2 separate regions of the Sus scrofa genome follow, and region 1 is linked to region 2. The links are chromatin contacts, called in public Hi-C maps. All regions are on one chromosome and are shown on one strand. Each heading gives the region's core, a stretch centred on a gene start, on an enhancer-like site or on the middle of the called end of the contact. The rest is flanking DNA. Distances are from core to core; before and after follow the strand shown.

Region 1 (3,040 bases), core at 82-2,581, 46 kb before region 2:
AGGTTCCAGGGACCCTTGGCCACTACGCGCCTCATAAATGCAAACTCCATAGGGGCAGTCCGGGCCAAGAGACCTGCCCCCACCCCTTCAAGGGCACGGAGACCCTTGCAGAGCTGTGAAAAGCTACCTCAGTAGTTGAGGGAGGCGACGTGCCCCCTCCTTTGTTAAAGCCACTGTGTGTTCTCCCTCCCTCCCGGCTGCCTCCCAGGCAGTTCAGCCATCTCTCAGGCAAGCATCAAGTACCTACAGAGACCTCTGCTGTCCCATTCAAGTCTCTGAGGGGCAAACTCTAGAGGGGGAAGGGCTGCTGCTGAGGAAAATGAGATGAGTTTCGCCCGCAAAGAGCTTACAATCTAGTTTTTTGGCGGGAGTTTCTAATCCCACGCAGCCCTTCCCACATACACAACTCCAAAAATTTCCCACACCACCGGAGGTCTTCTCCGCATCCCCTGAGCCCCCCACTCGCCCACCCCACCCAGGTCCGGAAAGAATTATTATCGTCCCCCACTGCACCCTACACGAGATATTCAGGAGACAAGTGAGGACCCCTCCCAAGGCTCCTGCCCTTTTAAAGAAGCACCTCTTCCAGAAAAATCTCGACCCTTCTGAGGAGAAAGGAGGGAAATAACATCGAGGAGGGGGCGAGCGCGCCAGCGACAGACTGACGCGGAGTCCGACCCTCACACAGAGAAAGCGAGCCCCTGAGAACGAGCGGGGCACAGAAGCGAGCACCCATTGGCCGCCTCACCTGCCCGTCAGGAGAAACCGGGGCGCCAAGGGACGCTCAGAGGGTGGAACTCCCCTCTGGCTCGACCAATTGGAGAGCGTGGTGGGGGCGGGGCTCGGTGGCTCAGCTTCCAGGGCCGGGGGGAAAACAAGATGGCGGCTGCGGGAGGGGGTCCTTGCTTTTCAGCTCCCCCCCTCGCTCGCCTTCTCCTTCCCCGCCGCCGCCTTGGCTCTAGGAAACAGCTTTCGCACCGCCCCCGCCCAGCTCGGGAAGCCCCTCGCTTCCCTCCCCCACCCTGCGCAGTCCCCGGTCCCCGTAGGCCCCTCTGCCCTCGGCCCCCGCTCCGTCTGGTCCCGCTGCCGCCCCCATTACCTCAGCCGCTGGCCCGGCCCCACCGTTCGGGGGCCCCTGGGCGCGGGCGGGCCGGCAGTCGAGCAGTCGGTTCGGCCGGGGGAGCGAAGCGCGGCCTCCTCCCGCGCTAGCCTCGGCGGCCACTGACGTGCCCCCTCCCGGCCCGCGCTGGGGCCCCAGCCCAGCCGCCGCCGCCGCTCCCGGGGGAGGAGGGGGAATGAAGCCGCCGTCGCCGCCGCTGCCGCCACGGAGCCCGGCCGAGGGGAGGGAGGGATCAGCCCCCAGGCAGGATCCGCCCCTCCGGCCTCCCCCACCCCCCCGCCACCTCCACCCCTTCCCTCGCTCCCTCCCTGGCTCCGCGGGCTCTCCCGCTGAACAGGAGCGAGAGCGCGAAAGAGGGGGGGAAACGGGGGGAAAAAATCCCCCCGCCCGTGCCCGGCGCGGCGGCAGCCGGGGCTGCGCGGAGAGGAGCGCGGAGCCGCTGCCGCCACAGGGCACTGTCCCCTGCTCGGCCTCACGGTGGCGGTGCGGACGCGGTAGGGGCGCGGAGCAAAGAAGGATCTGCCCCGGCTTACCCCGGCCCAGCTCGCCGCGGGGCAAGCCGGGCTAGAGAGCTGGAGGACGTTCAGGTCCTATTGGGAAAGACCGGGGTCCCTAACTCTTTAGAGTGATCAGCCGTCCCCTCCCCCAGCCCTGCGGGAGAGGCAGCCAAGGTTTAGGGCAACAAACCCCTCCCTGGGCTTGAGGGTCCCTCCAAAGGTTAAGCCAGGGCAGACATTGATGTCAAAACCGGTCTGCGTCTCGGGGTGCAGGTGCCTGTACTACTCCCAGAAAGTCGCGCCCCTCCCCCAACCCCCTTGCTGCAGTCGGGAGGACAAAGGTCTATCGATGTCCGTACCCTCCCCCAGGGAAGACAGCCGGGGAAGACCTGCCACTGTTGGGTACAGGTGAGCGCCTGCTTCCCCCAGAGACATCCTTCTTAAGAAACAGACCTGATGTTTCTCAGTGTCCCATCGTCTCCCTCCTGTGTTTAAAAAGAAAAAAACGTAAAAGTTTGACGGTCTGCTTAAGGACGTCTGGCACCTCGTTTGTAGACAAGGGAAACAGTCTCTCCTTAAGACTGATTTGGCTAGGAATCGGTTAACGCAAAAGCGGCTTTCTAATTGATATTTGACAAATGGCAGCTTCAGACTTTCAGATACAATCAGCTTGGCTTTTACTTTGGTAAATTTTAGAAAAGCGCTCCTTTGCCACCACCACCCACTTTGCCTATGAATTGGAACGTTTACCTCACATGACTGAAGTCTTAAGCACCAATATTTAACGATGTTCAGAAAGTATGTATGGACAGACTGCCTTAAAAGTGAAGATGAATGACATATTGAAAGCGTTTCCGCTGTCCGCGCTCCTAGTACAGCTTGGTAAGACTTTCACAATTTTTCTCTTGGTTCTGACAATCAAGAACATAGATTGTAGAGTCAGAGCAAGAAGGATAAAAGCTTAGGATTCAAGTCTTCCAAATGTTTAAACTGAACGAACTTTTGAGGTATAGATGTTTATGATCCTAAGGAATTTAAACATACTGTGTTTGGGGTTTGAAAGTTTGATAAAAGTAAGGAAGCTAATTTGTATTACAAAGATGTTTTCCTGATTATACCGTAGCACCTTTTGGCAAATTGATAGCAAAAATACTTCATTAACCAATTTTGTTTTAAAAAGGGAGTGAAAAAAAAAGAAAAGAAAAAGGTAGTGGCTTGTGGATCTAAGTAAGGGCAGGGCGGTGTTTGAAAACTGTGAAGATGAAATAGTATGAACTAACCGTCAAGTGTTTTAGGGCTAGGAGGAATAATCATTTGGAGGGAAGGTGTGGAAGAAAAGATGATTAATTGTGGAAGGGAAAGCCCCAGGGGCAATAGACTATTACAGTTGCTCTTAGTTAAGGGAAAAGGAAAAAGAAGACTA
Region 2 (2,897 bases), core at 213-2,712:
CCGATGAGTATCCCTTATTGTTGTTATTATTATTATCAGGGTCACATGTGGAAACAACATTAAGGAGGATTCTGGGCACCAGCTCTTCGATCTAGAACAACTACAAGGAGCACCTCACAAGGTTCGTTCTGCTCCACTGCCAGAAATTCTCCTTGCACCCTTTCTGGGAAGTAGGCAGGGTGGGTCCTGGCACCCGGTTTTAATTATTAGGTGAGAATCAAGGGTCAGAGGAGCCAGGAAATTCTTCCTTTGCTCCCCGCACCCTCCAGGGCCTTCTCCCCACACGTGGAGGGGCCTAGCCAGGTCTCTGGGACCCCCTCCCCTCTGTCTTCCCCAGGCAGCCCCCCAGCCCAGCCTACATTCTCATGCTGCATGTGTTTCAGCAGCATCAGCTCCCGGTAGGCACGCTTGGCAAAGATCTCAGACTGGAAGGGCCGGCTCAGCTTCTTGATGGCCACCTTCTCCCCCGACCGCTTGTCAATGGCTGAGCTGTGGAGGCACAGGCAGGTCAGCAGGCAGCGGCTTCCTCGGACTCACCCCAGCCTCTCCCAGTCAGCAGTCTAGGCTGGGGTGGTGGTGAAGCCCCACCTCCTGGACTGTGAGGGGGCAGCTGAGAGCACAGTGGGGTGGGAGGTGGAAGATGGAGAGGGAGCGGGCAGAATCTGAGAGGTGTGCAGCAAGGGTTCAGACACAGGTGAATGCCAACAGGACCCAGAGCAACTTGGCAAGTCCCTTCTTGTTTGGGCCTCAGTGTACCCGTTTGTAACAATGGGGATTCGCCCGCATGAACTCTGGGGTCCCGGGTAAGGTTCAAGTCCTGAAGAAACAGATCCAGTCCTAGTTCAACCCACAGAGACCCCTGCCAAGCCGGTGATTAAAGTGAGATGGCGCCTGAGGCTTCCCGCTCCTTCCCGGCTTCGCAGCCCAGCCGGCCGCCTTCTCCTGGGGTTCAGCCTAGAAAAGCACCCGCCAAGGACTTCCAAGCCCGCAGGGCTTTGGGCCTTGGGGTCCTCTATCAAGCTGGTAGGCGCCCAGCCTCGAGAGCTCAGCAGGACAGGGGACAGCGGAGGCGGGTCCGGGAAGAGGGCACTGGCTGGGCCCCGGCTCATCCGGAGATTCCACCGGCGTCCGGGTGCCCGGTCGCCCGCCGGCGTTTCGTCCCGAGGCCCCAGACGCCTCCCGCGCCCCTCCGCGGGCGCGCAGGCCCGGGGGTCTCACCACACTGCACCGTAGGCCCCGCTGCCTACGTTCGTCAGGGACACGTAGGTCTTGGGCAGCTCCCAGGCGGTCTTGTTGACGTCCTGCTTGTAGAAACCCCTTTTCCGGGTGAGGCTCATCCCGGGCACTCAATCTTCGCGGCCTCCAGCGCGGTGGCCGCGATCGCCGCCCGCCAGGCTCTCAGCACCGGTCCCCCCCACCCCGCCCGCGGTCCCCGCCGTGCCCTCCCCGCGCCGCCTGCTCCTCCCCCGCGAGGGCGGGGGCCCGGGCCGCGCGGCCCACCTGCCGGCTCGCCCAGGTGCGCCGCTGCCCCGCCCAGGCCTGCCCGACGGCTCGCGCGCGGAGCCCCAGATTTCCGCCAGCCCGGGAGTGGTGGGCGGGGCCCCGGCACAGAGCAGCCAGGAGCGGCAGGTGCGCTGCCCTGCAGGAAGGGGTGCTTTCCTCCTCCATGAGCTGGGCCGGGGGCCGGGGGCCCGAGCGACCCAGGGGCTCCCTGGGCAAGAGGGCGGGAGGACAGGGCTTCCTGGCTCCCTCAAGCGCGGGACTCTGTAGGAAGATCTCCCAGAGATTTTGGAAACCATTTTGGAAAATAAAACCAAACTCCACAACTTTGACTATGGAAGTATGGAAAGTTTCAAACATATACAGAGGTAGATAATAGCTCAGTGCTTCTCACATTTGAATGTGCACATGGATCCCCTGACGTGTTATTAAGTACAGATTCTGATTCAGAAGGTCGGGAAAGAAGCCAAGATTCTGCATTTCTAACCACCTCCTAGGCTCAGGGGATCCCGGGACTGCACTGTGATAGAGAGGTTTTAACGACCCTGCCTGACCTCAGTCCCAGCTTCAACAATGTCAACTCTTGGTCAGTTTTGTTTCCTCTACATACACCCACCCACTCCATCATTCTGAAGCAAAACCAGGCAGTATATCATTTCACCCACAAATATTTTTGTGTCTCTAAAGATAAGGATTATTTTAAAAACACAACCACAATATCCTTTTTTACACCTAAAGTTAATTAACTAATTCTGTAATACCAACTATCTAGTCTAGGTTCAAATTTCCTGTTTTGAATGGGGTTTTTGCTGGCCTTCTAATTCCATGAGAGGGCAATGACAAGTCAGGGTCTTCTGCCACCTGTGTCTGATGGCTTGTGCAGCCCGAGGAAGATTCTGTGCTCAAATTAAATCACAGAGGTCTCCGAGGAACAGGGTCGGGGCAGAAAATGGCCACAAGAAATCCAGTTGCCTGGCCTGGCTTGTCTGACCCCCTGCTGGCCTGGGGTTGCGGAAAGGGTGGGGACCACTTGCTTCACTTTGTCAACAGGAGAGAAGAAGGAAAGGAACTAGCTTGTGGCCTACAGAAAGCTGGGGGCCCTCCCTAGGAAGTCTTCAGAACCCAAACCCTGTGCCAAGCCCTTCCTGTGCAGTCCTGGAAGACCACTGGGGGTGTGGGGGAGGGGTGCTTGAACCCCACGGAAATGCCCATCGGGCATTGCAGGCAGGGACACTGTCTTATTCATATCCAGCACCTAGTAGGATATCAAAAACTATGTGGCGAATGAATGGAAGAGTCAGCCCATTAGAAATGAAAGAAATACTTACTTAATGAACACTTGGGCTTGCCATGTACCAGTCATTATTCTAAGTGTTTTACATACACAGCTCCCTTAA

What was found. A called contact is a pair of places that touch in the nucleus more often than the background predicts.
Region 1: a Hi-C map of embryonic fibroblasts shows a contact between it and region 2, with 4 times the contacts expected there. The contact joins the promoter of BRPF3 here to the promoter of MAPK13 in region 2. A contact is called at or near these places in 3 of 5 promoter capture datasets (fetal liver, fetal skeletal muscle and liver), 23 of 47 Hi-C or Micro-C datasets (adipose tissue, alveolar macrophages, blood and 9 more) and 2 of 2 datasets of contacts at active chromatin or transcription factors (alveolar macrophages and skeletal muscle).

Annotation. Positions count from the first base shown.
Region 1 is chr7:31,924,604-31,927,643 of Sscrofa11.1, reverse strand. BRPF3 (bromodomain and PHD finger-containing protein 3) reads right to left here and starts at 1,331. Exons shown (of 13, transcript XM_021098638.1): 1 at 1,100-1,331. LOC110261741 (atherin-like) reads left to right here. Exons shown (of 5, transcript XM_021100034.1): 2 at 480-538; 3 at 689-985; 4 at 1,047-2,499. The coding sequence ends at 1,688.
Region 2 is chr7:31,879,208-31,882,104 of Sscrofa11.1, reverse strand. MAPK13 (mitogen-activated protein kinase 13) reads right to left here and starts at 1,462. Exons shown (of 12, transcript XM_021098634.1): 1 at 1,219-1,462; 2 at 360-489. The coding sequence starts at 1,337. It overlaps LOC110261511 (a long non-coding RNA gene), which reads left to right. Exons shown (of 5, transcript XR_002345687.1): 5 at 1-353.